2 separate regions of the Sus scrofa genome follow, and region 2 is linked to region 1. A link is a contact called in public HiChIP or PLAC-seq data. All regions are on one chromosome and are shown on one strand. Each heading gives the region's core, a stretch centred on a gene start, on an enhancer-like site or on the middle of the called end of the contact. The rest is flanking DNA. Distances are from core to core; before and after follow the strand shown.

Evidence for each region. HiChIP or PLAC-seq counts read pairs in DNA pulled down with a chosen protein or histone mark.
Region 2: an H3K27ac HiChIP or PLAC-seq map of skeletal muscle shows a contact between it and region 1. The contact joins the promoter of SYNM here to the enhancer-like site in region 1. A contact is called at or near these places in 1 of 5 promoter capture datasets (fetal liver), 5 of 47 Hi-C or Micro-C datasets (adipocytes, embryonic fibroblasts, epiblast stem cells and 2 more) and 1 of 2 datasets of contacts at active chromatin or transcription factors (skeletal muscle).

The regions. Positions count from the first base shown.
Region 1 is chr1:137,486,736-137,492,273 of Sscrofa11.1, reverse strand. All of the region lies in intron 2 of IGF1R (insulin like growth factor 1 receptor), which reads left to right. Among named protein-coding and RNA genes, the nearest start is that of PGPEP1L, 180 kb to the right of the region's middle. Within about 2 kb of position 2,088, at least 71 of the 83 cell types and tissues checked have an H3K27ac peak or open chromatin away from gene starts, as enhancers often do. A contact at or near this core is called in embryonic fibroblasts, fetal liver and skeletal muscle, where this site is marked.
Region 2 is chr1:137,850,970-137,856,926 of Sscrofa11.1, reverse strand. SYNM (synemin) reads right to left here and starts at 1,283. Exons shown (of 12, transcript XM_021098348.1): 1 at 352-1,283. The coding sequence starts at 1,161.

The DNA.
Region 1 (5,538 bases), core at 839-3,338:
TGGGACTGCTAGGTAGGGAGGCGCTATTAGAACAGGCAGACAACTGGACACTGGGGCCTGGAGGTGATGAAGACGACCCCCAGGTGGTCAGTTTACCCTAAGTTGTGTCCTGCAAGAGTCATTTTGTATCAGTATGGCTGTCTGGCCACGGTGGCAACATAGCTCACCATTAGAGTGTTGAGTCGGTGGGCAAACAAATGGAGTGGAGATCCCTCTTGGATCTGTCCTCCTGGTTCCCTTCTCCACTAGTACAGGAAGGAGCCTCTCTGTCCTCTCTCTCAGTTAGGTGGTTTGTGTGTGTCTCTCAAGTGCCCACGCCCCTCCTGGAGGCAGCCCCAGGAGCTGCCCAGCTTGGGGGAGCAGCGCCTCCCTGGCAGCTGCAGATTTTTCTCGCTAAGGTCCTTTGAGACTTTATGGTGAGGCCAGAATGAGGAGTGGATTGTGATTCAAGTCAAACCAGATGGGGAGTTACCGTTACCACGAGATACATTATCCTGGGCAAAATACTCCCTCTATGGAAAATGCATGTTCACTGCTTATTTCTTGTCAAGTGAGCTTAATATCATCTCAGTTTTTATACACACACACACACTCTTCCAAACAGCTCTGAGTGAGATCACAGCTCCAGGAACTTGAGATCAGAAGGTCTAACAGGGCATCTGATATACCTCTGTGCCATGGAGGGCACATTGTGTAAGGAAACAATTTTTAGTACTGGGGTTTAAAAGCACTTCTGAAAAGACAGAACTAGAAAATTTAGAGGAAGGGAAGGTCAACCAAAATGGCTCTTGCTCCGGTTTGAGAGTTGTTAAACCCTAAGAAGGAGAATAAATAGCAGAAACAAACCATTTTGGTTTTGCACAGAACAAAAATGATGTGAAGCTGCAAGTCAGCAGTTCTAGCCCAGCAGCTCTAAAGGAACACCCATTCGTGTTTGCTTTTCTGGGGTATCCTTGGTCGTCTCCCCACTGTGGGTTCCTTTTGTCTTGGTGCAGCCCCAGTTCAGAGCGAGGACGGGCAGCAGGCATCCCAAGCCCTCCCCGCCTCGCCTTGCCTCGCCTCGCCTCGGTGGACCAAGGTTGTTTACTACTTTCTACTCGGAGTAGCACGCCAATCACGACGGCCCGCCCTCCTCCCTGTCCAATCGGCTCGTTGGGAAAGTCCACCTTTCCGCGGGGGCTGGGCAGCGACTGGCTGGGGCAGCTGTCAGTCAAGCGGGCATCCCGCAAGGATGCAGCAGGAGTATTAGGGACTCGATCACCAGAGCTGAGGAGGAGTAACCTTCCCTATAAACAAGATGCCCCCCCCAATAAAGCAGGGCGGGGGTGGTGGTGGCGGGGGGGTGCACCGCAGCACAACCTAGCCCTGGGGCCCCACTGGAGCCGAGCGGGCTGAGCGCAGAGTCGGGGAATCCCTCCCTCCCTCCTCGCTCAGCCTCCCGCCCACCGCTGCAGTTGTAAACACGTTTCCCTCCATGTCTGTTTTCCCTTCTTTCTACCAGTGGCCATTACAGGCTGCTGTTTACCAAAATCTCGTCGGGCACATACCCTCCTCCTGGTCCCGTCCTCCATTGCCCGCGTCTCCCTGCCTTTATTCTGGCCTTTTTCTTTTCCTTCCCGCGGTCTTCAGACTAAAGGAGGCTAAGTTGCAACCAGGCTTGTTTTCCTTTTATTCCTGTCCATGTGGGACAAGTCACGCCTTGTCAACATGCACCATTTTCTGCGGAGATCATGCTTCCTTTTTAAATTGCGTGCATGGACTAGATTGATTTTGGTTAGGAACACTGCAGCTGAAACAGCTCTGGAAGGACTGGGTGGATTTTTTTGTTGTTACTGTTTCGGGACGCGGCAAATGCTGTTTTAATTCCGTGCTTCTTTCCAAGGTGGGTCTTGACTCCTTCACCCACTCCTAGATTTGAGATGTGTGCCCCCCGCCCCAAGACAGCATTGTGCTGAACTAAATGTTTTTGTACCTTATTCTGTGATGTGAATCAGGTTTCCCATTTCCAGCTGCACAATGTGGTTGTATTCAGTGTGATAGGGGCGTAGTGGACAGGAATTATTTGCGACAGGGCTGCCTGGAAGATGCGGAGTGGAGTTTGCGTGGCCTGGAGCAGCTCCAGTGTCTGAGGCTTCTCTGTTCCGTTACAGAGGCTCCAAGCAGGAAGCGTAGGCAAAATGGCAAAATACAGTATGTGGCATTCGGTTCAAAAATGCCTCCTTTTTAGGAGCTGGTGTTACACAGGACATCCAGTCCTCTTTAGCTTTTCTGCTCAGAAGAAAGAGAAAGTTTTCCATAAGATGGCTTGTTTGGGATATTTTGTGAGAGGCCCTATCACCAAAAAAAAGGAAAAAAAAATGATGATTTTGAGTTTCTGACTTGCTGAGTGGAGGTTAGGCCTCCTTCAGATGCCGAGTCACAGTCACGGAGCAAAAAGGCCTCTGCTTCTTGGTTTATAGGAATCGCAGAAACATACGTGGAGCTGCAGCCTGTGGGGGCAAGATGGAGCCTTCTGCCCATCTCAACCCTACAGCCTGTGTACTTTCTCAGCAGTGGGGCATTTGAGTTGCTTGTAGGGAATGTAAAGGGGGAAAGGTACATTGCAAATAAAATGTAAACAATATCTGTGGTTGTCCTGATTTCCAAGAGCCACTTCCAGGACCACTTAAGCCCAGGAAACAGGTCCTATTTCAAGTTATCCACCACATCTGATTTAGATTTCTCCCTCCTCCCACCCCCTCTCTTCTAGCTGTCCATTTGTACTCTCCCCTCCTAGGATGTTTTTTCTAGGTGATCAAATTAGTGTGTATTCATGTGTATCGTGGTAGTGTTGTGAGGATAGGTTCAGCTTTCACTTCATGACTTGAGAGAAGTGGTTCTGGGGCATCATTCCGTTACCAAAGGTGATGGAGAGGGCGAGGGCAGAGTCCTGCCTCAGGGCCGTGAAGTTCTTGGCACCGTCATCATCCGGCCTTGTGAAGTTACAAACTAGGCGATTGCTTGAAGTCAAAAAGACACTTCAGTATAAGGCGGAGTGCCGTCATGACCCGTGTTCCAGCTCTGGGCCCTTCTGCACTCACCTCTGTGAACCTAGGTTTCTGCCCCCCTCCCCCCCCAATCCCCACCTGGCCCTGGCAGGAGGTGGAAAGATGACCTCTATGCTGTGTTGAGAAGACTAAACGAAACATCTTAAGTAAGAAGTACCTGACTTGCAGAGGTGCCCAACTTGCCCTCTCTAGTAAATCTTCCTTCTTTTGGGGCCCCTCACATGGGCCTCCCACTTCTTCAGGGTGGCACGTTGAGCTCATCTTTCGCTGGGTTTCTGCATCACCTGCTCTTCTCTGGCCAGGTCAGCCTGTTCATTTTTCCATGCCAACAGCCTCTGTGCCAGTAAGTCACGTCTGAATAACCAAAGCATGTTTCCCTGCTGGAAGATGCCAGGGTAGGCTGGTCTGGGAGCCAAGTGGCTTTCTCCTGTTCAAATAAGCTTGGGAAGCAGGAGGGCCTGGCTGCTTTGCTCTTTAGTGGCTCGAGGCACGTTTGGAAACACCTTTAATCCCCACCCCAGAGTCGGATTGCCCCTTTCTTTCCCACATGACCGGGCTGTGAGTGCTTGGTGAGCTGACTTTAGCCTGCCTTGGCCTCTGTGTACCCTCGGAGCCTGCCAGCCTCCAGGCTACTCAGGGCTGCTATGACTACAGGGCATGTGGGGCTCCCAGCTGCCATCCTGAGCAACCTCCCTGGTTTTGGATGCCCCCTCCAACCCCTGTGCCCCCCCCCCCCCCGCCACAAACCCGCTCTATCTTCTAGAACCAACTTCAGATTGCCCCTCTGGGAGACATCCTCTTACCCCCACCACTGCACTAGCTTCTCACCCTCTTTTCTCACAAGTCTTATTCTCTGCACTCGTGGGACACTGATGCTATCTTTCGGGATGTCCTCCATGGTCTCATGTTCATCTTTTACTTTCTGGGCATCTCTCAAGCTGGGTGAGAGGCAGCGTCATATGATGGCACCCTGGGCTATGGAGCCAGACACACCGGCACCTTGGACACATGACTGACCCTCTGAGCATGTCTTTCCTCATCTGTAGAAAAGGGTGATAATACCTGTCCCTTAGGGGAGCCATGAAGATTAACTGTGCTTGGCACCAAGTTTGCTCCTAGTAGGCATTCAGTAAGTGTGAGCTATTGTCAGTGTTGTTTTTTTATGAGCCATACATGGAGATGTTACTAACATACATTTATAGGACCTCCTAGAGAATGGGAATTATGAAAAATCACTTACTAGGGAACCTCACTATTATTTGTTTACCTTTCCTCCATAAGGTCAGATGTCCTTTACTGTACTTATGGCCTGCTGTGTTCTATTTGGCCAACCCTTGGCAAATATTAAACAAACAAACAAACAAAAATGAGCCCCTCATGTGTATATATTTAAAACCTGTTGCTTTGTCAATAGTGATATTTTAATGAAAAAGAATAGTTATAGGTCAGACTTCTAGAACTTCTAATCTGAAGGAATTGGGCCAAACGGCAAAGTCTGAACCCCTTGACGACAGAGTTGTCTGACCAACACCTGGGGCCCAGTGGGTCCTTACAAAGCCATTGTCAAGTGTGTTTTTAAAATAATGGGAAGGAGTTCCCATCATGGTGCAGTGGAAATGAATCTGACTAGGAACCATGAGTTTGTGGGTTTGATCCCTGGCCTCGATCAGTGGGTTAAGGATCTGGTGTTGCTGTGAGCTGTGGTGTAGGTTGCAGACAAGGCTCGGATCCTGTGTTGCTGTGCCTGTGGTGTAGGCCAGCAGCTGTAGCTCCAATTTGACCCCTAGCCTGGGAACCTCCATGTGCGGCCCTAAAATCAAAAACAGTAGTGAAAAAATGATAACACTTGAAGTGCTGCCAGCCCCTCCCAGGGCCACACAGCTGGTCAGACTGCAGAAGCAGCCTGGCCTCTGACATGGGATGACCATGGTGGCCAAAGCATGAAGGTGCTGTGTAGTGGACAGGGGACAGGGTCACTGTGATTCCCTACTGTTGCTGCCACTGTTGGGGAAAGGTGGGGCATGCTGAGCTCTTCCCATTTCTGTGACCCAGTGGGCACCTTCCCCTATTCTGGGTAGCACTGAGCCATTAGGACTCTTGAGTTTTTGTTTAGCAAACATTTGTAGGATATAGGACAGATGCTCAGCTGGGTACAAAGGATGCAGAACCATACCCACATCTTTCCAGGACCACTATAGTCTTTCTCACCCAAGCAGGAACTGTACAACCTGATACTATGATAAGCGTGGTGCATAATTGTCACCAAGGGAATGTTTCCAGCTATATATACGTCTACAGATTTGTGACCTTCAGCAGGTCACTTAATTCCCTAAAACCTTGATTTCCTCCTCTTCATAGCAAGAAAATATTAGAGTATTCAGGGCAGATGAGATAACATATGTAAAATGCTTAGTGCTATCTATGCCTTTTGGAAGGAGCCATTGCTGAGTAGAGAAGGTATTGAACTGTAACATGCATACTTGCATGAATC
Region 2 (5,957 bases), core at 34-2,533, 370 kb before region 1:
GGTCTTCCAAACACAAGAAACTGAAAGAACTGAGAACTGAGGGAGTCATTTGTCAGGATGCACCCAGTCATGTCAAGGTCTAAATTTGACAACCTGACAGGGACAGGGCCATTCACCAGGATCTGCCACTTGGCACTCTTCCACTGAGTAGATGGACCAAAGAACTGCGCACTTTTTCCAGTACTGGCAAGATGCCGGGATCCTGAGGAAGGCGGCCCCTTGGCGCCCGGGTCCCCAGGTGCACCCGCTGCGCTGGCCCCACCCGTCAGCCTTGCCGGGCCCTGGGTGAGCACTCTGTGGTCTGGGAGCCCTACCACTCCCCCACCACCAGCGCTCGCAGGGCGCACAGACCTGCCGCTCCTCGGCTTGAAGCTCGTACTCCTCTTGTACCCGCAGCAGCTCGTTTTCCAGCAGCGCTCGCAGCTGCTCCAACTCGAGCGCCTCGCGCCGCAGCGCCTCCGCCTCCTGCGCGCACAGCCGCGTCTCTTCCTCGGCCTCGCGCCGGCTCTCCTGGCCGCGCCGCAGCGCCTCCTCCAGCTCGCGCACCTCTTCCTCGTACAGCTGCACGGTCTCCCGCCACGACTCGGCCACTAGCAGTGCGTAGCTGTCGTGCACTTCCCTCAGGCGCGGCGGGGGTGCGGCAGGGCCGGTGGCGCGGGCGCGATAGCGCAGAGTCAGGCCAGCGGAGCGCGCGCGCAGCTCCCGCACATCGCGTTCATGGGCCGCGTCAAGGCCGCGGCGCTCGGCCTGCAGCCGGCCCAACAGCGCCTCGAGAGCGGCGCGCGCACCTAGCTCCTCCTGAAGCTCCCGCCGCTGAGCGTCCAGCTCGGCATCCAGACGGCCGCGGGCGGCGCGCGCCTCTTCGCCCAGCAGCTGCAGTTCCCGCAATTCGCGCCGCAGCGCGTCGCGCTCGCCCTCGGCCAGCGCCGTGGCCCAGCTCAGTTCGTCCAGCTGCTGCCGCAAGCTGCACGCCTCCTCCGCGAAGCGGGCCTGCGCCTCGGCCCACAGGCCCTCGTGGCCCCGCCGGCTGCGCAGCTCCTCCTCCAGGAGCAGGTTTTCGCGCTCCAGCTCCCGCACTCGGCACACATAGTCGTAGAGCCGGGCGTTGAGCTCCTGCAGCTCAGCCTTCTCGGAGCCCGTCTGCAGCCGCCAGGATAGCATCTTGATGGTGTGCGGGGCTCTCCTGGCGGGCCGGTTCCCTCCTGCCCTGGTCTTGTCCCCTCCGCCGCGCCGCTCCCGCCCCGCCGCTGCTCCCGAGGCCCGCAGACTGGGGCGGGAGTTGGCGAGCGAGCGGCACTTACCAGGGTGGGCGGGAGGGAGTGGCCGCGGGCCACGTCCTCTAGCCAATCAGAGTGCGGCCCGGCGCGGCCAGTGTGGCCGGACAGCGCCTCCTGGCGGAATGACCGTGAGGCCGCGCGGCTGCCCAACCCAGGGCCAGGCTGTCCGGAGCCCTCTAAGCTGGCTCTCGCATATCGGCAGGCAGGGTTCTCAGAAGGGGTACTGAGGGTTCCTCGTTATTCTCCTCCTCCCATTCACCCAGATGCACATCGTCACCTGGCCCTTGTTCGTCAGGCCACACAGCTGCTGTAATGTCAGCATCCAGACCTCTCTGGAAATCCCATCAGTACGAGCGTCTCTCATAGGCCACACTGGGGCACCAGGGCACTGTGGGGCGGCCAACAGTAGCCTGGACTCAACCTGTAGCCATTGTTCTCAATTCTTCAGTTCTCCACGTTAGGGAGGTAGGAGAGCCTTCTCAGGGACCAGTGGCTCTCCCAAGAGGATGCTTTGCTCAGACTCATTAGGTTTTCTTTCATGCCCTTCAAGGTCTTGCATTTTGAAACTCAAAACTTTCCCCATACTTATGCTTTATGTTTCTGAGAAACATCTTCTATAGACTATTGCTGCTCAGTTTGGGAAAGAGTTATAGAGCACCAGGAAATAGCAGGAGGATAACATAAAGTCCCACCACGGTTAATCTTTCAAAATCATACCCTGATGCATCATAGTTAATCCTCACAAAACTGTAGCTCAGAGAAGTTGAGCAACTTGATTAAGGACACATAGTTCCTAAATATGGGAATAGAAGTATTAGACGTTGTGACTGCAGAAGCAGACTTGAGCAGGCAGTGTCCAACCAGGAAAGAGAAAAACACTCAAAGGGAAGGGAATGATTTAACGGGGTGAAATGAGACTACTTACAAAGGGGTGGATGTGATGGGGAAGCCGCGGGAATCAGAAAGACCCAGAAGCCACTAGCCCCCTAGAGGCAGAAGGAGGGAACAGTGTTGAGGAGCAGGAGCTGTAGCATGCATCCTAGGAGGAAGAGAAGGAAAAATCCAACCCTTCTCTCTTCTTGCTCTCCCGCTCCTGCCAGTGCCTATTGCTGCAGAACCCAGAAGTCACCGGGACTGGCAGTGGCGTGCTGGCTTGTGAAAGCTACCTGTTAAATTATCAGGAATTTTGTGAGCTAGTTGTTAAAAGCTATTATTAAAAATAACACTAGCCAGATATTATTAAAAAATAAATTATAGAGGATTACCATTAATTATTCAAAAAGGAAATAAAACTTAAAATATATCACTTCCTAATTATTTTACTGCTCTTTACTATTATCTGTTCTTGAAGTTATGGATGTCTAATATCCTTGTAAGATGGAATGCTATATAACCCATGCTCCTGGAGTTCCCGTCGTGGCGCAGTGGTTAACGAATCCAACTAGGAACCATGAGGTTGCAGGTTCGATCCCTGCCCTTGCTCAGTGGGTTAACGATCCGGCGTTGCCGTGAGCTGTGGTGTAGGTCGCAGACACGGCTCGGATCCTGCGTTGCCGTGGCTCTGGCGTAGGCTGGCAGCTACAGCTCCGATTCGACCCCTAGCCTGGGAACCTCCATATGCCGCAGGAGCGGCCCAAGAAATGGCAAAAAGACCAAAAATAAAATAAAAAAATAAAAAAATAAATAACCCATGCTCCTGAGTGGCTACCCACCTCTGTGCTTGCTGACATTGTATTGGTAGCATGAGTATTTACACTGCAGAAATCAGTAGATTTTTTGTTAATTGTCAACTTGATTCATTATTCTACCGACAGCCAAGACTTACTTAAAGAATTGATGGAGAACATGTTAGTAATGAAGATGAAACTCAGTGTGTTATGTCTGTAGCTACTGAATTTTGAATATTACAAAAATTTGAGGAAATATAGTTCAGTGTTTCAAAGCTATTATTCGAGTTAGCAAAGAAGTCACTTCTTGCTGAGAACAAAATTTCTTAGTTATTTCACCTTTATCTTTCTTGTCGAGGTAAATACAAATACCAACCAACATTCATGTCATGCTACACTCATTTGTCAATTACAACTACAGATTGTCTAGGGACACCAGAGTTCTGCAAAAATCAATGAAAGCATTCTGCAGGAATCAATTTGCTGTATGGAATTTATGATAAGAAGTATTGTGCTTCTATTATCATTTGTCATAAAAATGTAAAAGTGCTCTGACATTGCTCCCATATTAACAAATACACTTTTCTATTAGTAGCTTAAAGCAAAAAAGCCCTGCAGTCTTCATTTTAATTTAGTCATTTTACTTTGAATTTTTAAAATTGTCTGTAAATATTGTTTCCTAGAATTGGCCCAATATAGAAGAAAGTGCACCCCAGTGCGATAAAACTATGGTGTAGATTTTTCTTGTAATCACAGCCCCCTTTGGCAGGCTAAACACCTCCAGGATTATCTACCTCACCTGTTACCATTTCCAATGAAAACGGAACTCGGAGATATCAGAGAACTGGAGAGAAAATTACATTTCAACCTCACTTACTGATTTCAGTAGACTAATAGATGCTTGTTGTCAGGAGTATCAAGGAAGGGCCATGGCTCTAAGTGCCCTGAAGGAGAGCGAGAATTTCCTCAACCTCCCAGCAGGGGGCGCTGCTGAGGATGGCGCGCACAGAAAGAGCTCCAGGGCCACTTCAGTCTAGGGTCCCCTCCTCCACCTTGCGCAGAAGGTGGGAGGATGGGGAGCAGTGCCCGCCCCCAGGCCTAGTCTCACTGGACGCCCCTGAAGCGGGAGGGCTGCCCTGAAGCAAGAGGGTGCAAGAGGACCACCCTCTTTCGTCAGTCCTTGCACTAGGCTGGGGAAGTGGAAATAGTTGGTCTTTTCTCTACTTGGAGAGCTTGGAGCTCCAAGTGTGGTGGAACAATTGGGGGCAGGGAGGTAAGAATTAATGGATTTCCCCCAAATAATTCATCAACCCCCCCCCCACTTCACATCCGTTGCATAAGGGGAGGCAGGCAAAAAAAAAAGGTATTCCTGACTATGATCTTAAAAATGCACGTTGTAAAGGCTTGGAGACCACTTCTAGCTAGACTAGATGTTGGGGAGTAAATCCTGAGGGATGGCAGAGCAGGAGGCTGAGGAGAGTTGGGGTTCCCAGCAGATAAGAAAGGATCCACTTAGATCAGGGATTGTGGGAAGTGATGAAAGCACAAAAGTTCCTCGAGAGGCTCCCCAGAGGGGACCATTGTGCCCCTTTCTGAGCAGAGCCCCAAGGAGATCAAAACACCAGCTCTTTTCATTCTTTCTTTTCTTCTTTCTTTCTTTCTGTTATAGTTGATTAACAATGTTCTATCAATTTTTGCTGTACAGCAACGTGACCCAGTTACACAAATATATACATTCTTTTTCTTACATTATTCTCCATCATGTTCTATCACAAGTGATTAGATATAGTTCCCTGTGCTATACAGCAGGATCTCATTGCTTATCAGCAAATCACCAGCTCAATTGCAGGTCCAGGAGCAGAGGTCCTGTGCAGGCTTCCTCAGTGCATTCTTGGGGAGATAGCAGGCCTGATGTGAAGGGCTGCATCCTAGGCCAGGAGAGCCTTTCTGAAGTGCCTGCATCCCCCATGAGTGAAGCCAGGAGCCTGAGCACATGCTCAGAAGTGGCAGAGGACCTAAGGGAGCCATTCAGACAGGGATGGGGTAACTCCAGCAGGTCCCCAGCCACTCTCAGATGCCTCTGTGCAAATTATAAAAAGGTAGATGAGGGAACCCGTAGGTTCATGGCCTAGTCAGTGGCTGCTTCCTTGGTACAAAGGAAAAAAAAGTCCCTTCCTTAGGGTAGAAGCACCCCTGGACCTGCATCCATAGCTTAGCAATTACAGCACAGGCTGGATTTCAGTCCCACTCAACCTCCTCATTCAAATGTTTGCGCAGTAGACAACCCACTCAACTGTCCATGGATGCCCACTGTCCCAGCCTCTGCCTATGTGGATGAAGAGCATGGGCTTTATGTGAGGGAGTGGAAGGCTAGTGGATGCCAGCATAGACAGGTGACATAAGGCCCAGGTAGACCACCACCCCCCTCTGCCTCTGCTCTGTGTAAGCCCTCAGCAACTCCAGTGTAGCCCAAAGGAAGGAGGTTAGAAATTTAAAGTGATGGAGAATGAGTTTCCATCACCCTGGTGGAACGTCTGTTTAGGTAGGGCCGTAAATAGAAATTAGATTGAGATACAGAAAAAACAAATCTGCCATGATTCAGTAGCACATACAAGTTTGTGATCTGGGAGGCACACCTGCCACCTGGTAGGTTTGAAGAGGGAACTAGTGAAGCAAGTGGGGACAGAGAAATACAGGAGGCTGGCTGAAAGGTCTGAGTGGACACAGTGGCACAGAGCGGATGGAGCTGCTCCATTTCCTGGCACCTACCATCAGGGTGGCTCTGGGCACAGCACTCTCTCTGAGCCATTTCCTTATCTGTGTAAAAATAAAAACAGAATAGCACACAGAGAACCCCCTGGACTAGACAACCAAAGCTAGTCCTCACAGGGCCCTTTCCACGGGCCAGGTGCTCTTCTGAGTCCTTTCATAGATTAACTCACATCATCAGCACAGCCACCTATAAAGTAGGTACTAGCAGTTCTATTTTAGTGAAGAGATAAATGAGTCACAG